Linked DNA regions of Mus musculus: region 1 is linked to region 2. A link is a contact called in public HiChIP or PLAC-seq data. All regions are on one chromosome and are shown on one strand. Each heading gives the region's core, a stretch centred on a gene start, on an enhancer-like site or on the middle of the called end of the contact. The rest is flanking DNA. Distances are from core to core; before and after follow the strand shown.

Evidence for each region. HiChIP or PLAC-seq counts read pairs in DNA pulled down with a chosen protein or histone mark.
Region 1: a contact with region 2 is called in an H3K4me3 HiChIP or PLAC-seq map of embryonic basal ganglia, with 3 times the contacts expected there. The contact joins two enhancer-like sites. A contact is called at or near these places in 2 of 484 Hi-C or Micro-C datasets (cerebral cortex and embryonic stem cells) and 2 of 115 datasets of contacts at active chromatin or transcription factors (SST interneurons and embryonic basal ganglia).

The regions. Positions count from the first base shown.
Region 1 is chr4:12,505,627-12,508,326 of GRCm38.p6, reverse strand. No RefSeq gene overlaps it. Among named protein-coding and RNA genes, the nearest start is that of Gm46846, 330 kb to the right of the region's middle. Within about 2 kb of position 1,331, at least 35 of the 459 cell types and tissues checked have an H3K27ac peak or open chromatin away from gene starts, as enhancers often do. A contact at or near this core is called in SST interneurons and embryonic basal ganglia, where this site is marked.
Region 2 is chr4:12,271,605-12,274,469 of GRCm38.p6, reverse strand. No RefSeq gene overlaps it. Among named protein-coding and RNA genes, the nearest start is that of Gm46846, 99 kb to the right of the region's middle. Within about 2 kb of position 1,364, at least 8 of the 459 cell types and tissues checked have an H3K27ac peak or open chromatin away from gene starts, as enhancers often do. A contact at or near this core is called in SST interneurons and embryonic basal ganglia, where this site is marked.

The DNA of each region.
Region 1 (2,700 bases), core at 82-2,581, 230 kb before region 2:
TGTGTGTGTGATATATGAATGTGTGTGCCCATGCATGTGTGTGTGTGGAGGCCAGAGGTTAACATTGCATATCTTCCTCTATCACTGTTTACCTTATTTTTTTTTTGAGTCAGGATCTCTCAGAGAACCTAGGGCTCAGATTTGGCAAGACTTACTGCTCACCAGGCCCCAGGAATCCTTTCCACTTTCCCCCACACTGGAGTTATAAAATGACATTTTTGTATTAGTATTGGGCATCCAAACTCAGGACTTCATAATTCCAGAGCAAGCATATTACCAACTAAGCCATCTCTCCAGATTTCTCATCTTCAAATGATGATAACCGTGCCTGCTGGATTCTTCTTGAGGATGAATGGGAAAGCTCATCAACAAGCCTTTTACAATGTAAAACGCACAGCATCCATACCAGAAATGGCAGCCATTTATTTTTCTCACCAATAGCATTCTGAAAAACGTGGTTGCACACATGCTGAGAACACATAGCATTGTAGGATTAGGAAAGCAGGCAATCACTGTGCCCTGGCATGTCCAAGGAGGACATCACAGACAATGCTGGACACAAACTGACTTTTTATGTAGGAGCAGACAGGCAGAAGGAAGCCAACATGAGCCACTGCAAGTGGAGCTAAGTGACTCCTTACCTAAGAAATTCAGGGCACTGTATCCTACAGCAGGTGCATCACTGGGAAATGGATAGCCAGCAGGGAATACGGAGAGGTGATTTTTTTTCACCTCTGTACTAAAAAAAAATGGAGAGGGAATGTGATTTTTTTTAAACATTAATAAAAAGAGCACACCGACGTGGAACCAGAGAAGGCAGCCCTGTCTCAGCTGCATCCCATCCTAGTACTCCCGAGCTCCCTGCACTGCTGGTGGCTGATGAGGCTGAGTTCTTCCCCCAGGGCTGCAAGAGAGCAGACTGTATGGGAGGCCTGGCATCTCTTCCAAATGCCTCTTCTGTCCAGTGGGGGCAGGAGCTGCCTAACAGCTGCTGTGATGCTTTGTAAACAAGTGGGGGACACACTTCTTTAACCTGGAATCCTATGGCTGAAAATATGTTTACCTCTCCAAGGATTTGGTTGGAAATGCTTCAAAGACTTTTTTTTTCCCTTTTCCCAGAATGCTCAGGCTCTCTCCCTGAGAGCAGCGCCTTCCTTGAGTGAGAAGAACAATCTTTTCCAGCATCACAATAAATAGCTTTCTGACTTGGGCAGCAACATGGAAGCAGATTATCTCAGAGGTGGGTGAAACGTGGTTTAGCTTATGTGCAGAGTAAACGTAAAGGAAAGAGCTCACATCTGTGCTGGAGTGGGCAGAACGTGAAGGATAGGCAACTTTCCAGAGCGTGCTGCAGTGGCTGGATCATTTCCAGAGACTGCTGCCAAGCTGGCCCCCAAGCAGCTGCAGCTTCAGGGGGTCTTATCACTCCCTCCTCAACTGCAGCCTTGTGTGTGTGTGTGTGTGTGTGTGTGTGTGTGTGTGTGTGTGTGTGTGTAGATGTGCACCAGCCAAAAACACTAATTAGCATGTGCTTTTATAGATGAGAGTTTAAAAGCCATGAAGCAGCTGCTGTCCAGAAGCCAAGGAGCTAAATTGAAGTCATAGCACTGTGATTTGGGCATATGAGAAGGTCATCTCACCCCTTTGAGGTGTGATTGCATCATTTGTCAATGAAAATAATAATATCTGAACCAATTAATTTAGAGTTTTGATGAAGATCCAAGTTACAGCAAGAAGGCAGGTAGGGAAATCTCCCACCAACTGTAGCACTGTTTCCCACGATAAAGAACAGAGGCTAGTGGCTCTACAGTAGAGGGAAAGCTGTTAGAAATGCAGGTGGGTGTCACCCCTTCCTGAGCTCCCCCCCATGAATCCTTCATGTCAACCCATCCCAGGGCACACATTCATGCACACATTCAAGTTTCAGAAGGAATGCCTGAAAGCACTACTAAAAAATGGATTTAGGGATCAGCTGAAAAAAAAAAACCAATAAACCCAAACCGCTCTGTTTTACCAATATTTTATCCCAGCCCTGATTTCTTGCATTTTCCAGTGGCTTCCTCAGATATCCTCAGAGAGCAGCAATGCTGTCGTTTGTCTGATCTCTGAGATACTATGCCCAGTATGAGTTAGGCTCCTATCCTGGAAACACAGGAATTAGTTACATTTCTTGTCCTGTGACAAGGTACTGGATAAAAGCAGCTAAGGAATGGAGACTTTTTGGCTCACACTTTGAGGGACAGTCTGTCATGACAAGGGGACATGGTGGGAGCTGCTTCAGGTAGCTGGTCACATCACATGCACAGTCAGGAAGCAGAGAATAAGTGATACTGGTGCTCAGCTCTTTTTCCACTTTTTATACACCTTGAGCCCCAGCCCATGAGATGGCACCATCCACATTTAGGGTGGATCTTCTCACCTCAATTCAAACTCCATCACAGACAATATCTAAAAGGTTTTTCTACTACTTCCTGCCAAGTTGGCCGTCACGCATGGAAAATAGCATTCTTCTACAAGAGTTATAGCTTTGAAGCTATTATATTAAAGTGTGTTTGTTTAAATACATTTTTAAATATATGAGGCCAGGTACATTCAGAACTGGAGTGACTAAGGAAGGGGGATCTTGTCTGAGACCATCCTAGGCTGTTTAAACAAAAACCTATCCTTATATTCACAGATGAGTGTAGTTCTCAACCATCA
Region 2 (2,865 bases), core at 115-2,614:
GTAAATACTGGATATCTTATCAATTACAATTGCATATATATAATTTGATAATTTGATTTTTTTCCTTCTGAAGCTTGCAAGACATGAAACAATAATTTAGCTAGAAGAATGGGTCATATGGATCTACAGTCTCCTTATCAAACAGTTAGTGGGGATAGGGTATGCTTCCAGTATCTGTGCTCCCATCCTCCACGGCTTGTGCTCCCTCCTCAAAAGGCTTAGTCAAGGCAGGGCTACCTAGATTGTTGGCACTTGGTGCTTCAGGTAGTGGGTACTTGATGAAGAGTAGAGGCAGTGGAAGGTCACTTTGCCTTGTGGGCATGAGTAAGGCACACACTATCCAGGTTCACTCTACACACCACTATGCCATGTTCTTGGCAAAGTTTCCAGGTGCACACCCCTTGCCCAAGGGCCTGTTGAGAAAGGCAAGGAAAAGTAAAAAGGACACTCAAACTGCCACATACTTTACACCTTGAAGTGTTACTGTGTTCAGCAAACTCAATTTAAAATGAGGACCAAAGACCTTTTCCTGTCAATGTGACCAGGTGTCAGAGGAGGAGGAAGATTAGCTGGCGAAGATAAGTGATTATGAAGAACAGGGGAACCTCCTGGACTAGGCGTGGTCATTCCTCACTGCAAGGACTCGGAGAAATTCAATCCTCTCTACATTTCCCTTCCTCCATCTTTAAAGAATGGCCTTGGGCTGTGTGTGACTCCAGGAAACAAATGCTCAACTTTGCCTCCTCTCATTCTTCACACGTCACCTCCACCATGTGTTGGTTTGTCTACTGATACCACCTTCCAAGCATACATTCAGGATCTGTCCTCCCCTGACTCTTGCCACGTATCACTGTGCGGTCAGGGACTTCACGGTTCTCACCAGGGTCTGTGCAATGGCCTCCTCCTCCTCCTGCCCTCCACTCTCAGGAGTAACCACAAAGTCTGAAATATTTGCTGTCTGGCCCATTACAAGACACAGTTGCCAGCCTCTGTGCCAGACCACTGGAATATGAGACATGGAAAGGAGAGGCTTTGTCTCACTCACCACCGTCTCCCCAGCACTTACCTCTGTCCCTCTGTACACAGCGGGCACTCAGTAAGTATTTGAGTGACTCAGAGATTTACAGATCAATTCCCTGAGACTCCAGTATCAGCTACAGTAGCTGAGAGAAAGTACCGCATACAGGACCTTTATCTGAATAACTCATGGATTTAAATGTCACAATAACTCTATGATAGAATGTTGCCCTGTCACCCTTATTTTATAGACAGAAAAACAGACACAAAGAGATTAAGTAAACCGCCCATTAGCAGAGTATCTGAACCACACAATTAGCCAGTTTAACCGCGTTCCCAGCTGCCTCTCAGTCAGCTAGGGCCAGAGACAATAGGGAAGCCCCTCTCTCTCATCTGTTGTCTTCTCCACATGCCTTCCTGAGAAAAGGACCTACGGATTTTTTTTTTTTTTTTTTTTGAGAACCATTGAACTCAATCTAATTAAACTGTTCTCCAGCTTAGCATTTTAAAATCAGCTTCTCGGAAGAGCTATTTTAAAGATACAAAAAATTAAATAAATAAAAGGCTTTTTTTTTTATTGCAAACTGAATCCATGACTTTTCTTCTTTTCACATCCAAAAAGATATCCTTACACAAGCACACTCCAGAACTCAACCCCAATTGCAAGAAATAGGGAAGCTAATTGCTTCTGCAAGAAAGAGTAGCCAGAAACTCAAGTGCCTTTACATCTGTTTGCGCTTCCCAAAAATATGGGGGAAAGCTGAATCAAAGGCCTCAAAGTCTCATTTCACTTTTAATTCTCTGCTGGTTACAAGAGTGCAGGCTGAGCTGGAAAGGCGCACAGCACCTGCAGAATCCCAAACACCACATCAGCAGCTGATACAACCATGAGACGGTGTGAAATTCACTCCAAAGCTGCAGCTCTCATCCCTGACTGCTCCGATTTCTCAGTGTGTGAGCACTCATTTTCCAGCACTGAGACATCAATAAGTCAGGCCAAGGATAATCTCTAGGTCATTAATTAAACTCTGTGTACAGGCATGCACACGATATCATCATACATAGCATACGGTGCCATAAACACTATGTGAAACAGCAACTGTAAATCATGAGCATATAATCCCCTTGAGCTTCATAAACCATAAAAATGAAACTCAAGTGGTTTGTGTAGTCACCTGAATCCCAGAAGGAAACACAGCACTGCGATTCAAAAGTTGCTTATTGTTTATTTTTAAATAATGGATGGATCTTACTTCTCAATTCAGGAGTGTCCTCCTCCCAGTGGGGCTGTCCGTCCACACACTGCTACCCTGACAGCCAGTTCCTCTCCACCTGACTCTGAAAAGCTTGCCCCTTTATCCAGAAAAGAACAACCCCTCTTCCATGACAGGGACAGAAACAACAATGTACAGAGACTGCTTCTCGTCTCATTAGCAAATTGTAATCATTCACTAGAGCAGTGTAATTCTGTGAACAATGGATGGGATTTTTTAAACATAAAATGAAGTATTTAACAGTGTTTCCCATGTACTATAACATTCTTACAGATTCAAAAACAAAAGGAGAGTAACTGGTAATACTCTTACTAGTATTTTTATTAATGTGTTGTTTCTTTCTTTCTTTTCTCTCTTCCTTTCTTCCTTTTTTTTTTCTTTGTTTTTGAGACAGAGTGTCGCTATGCTGCCCAGACTGTCCCTAAACTCATTTTGAAGCCTAGACTTGTCTTTGCTCTCACATGCAAGTTCACCTACCCTGTTGTTGTTGCTGCTGCTGCTGCTGCTGCTACTACTAGTGATACTGCATTCCTTTGCTAATATGAGAACCTAGCTTCCCATATAGACTAAAGAG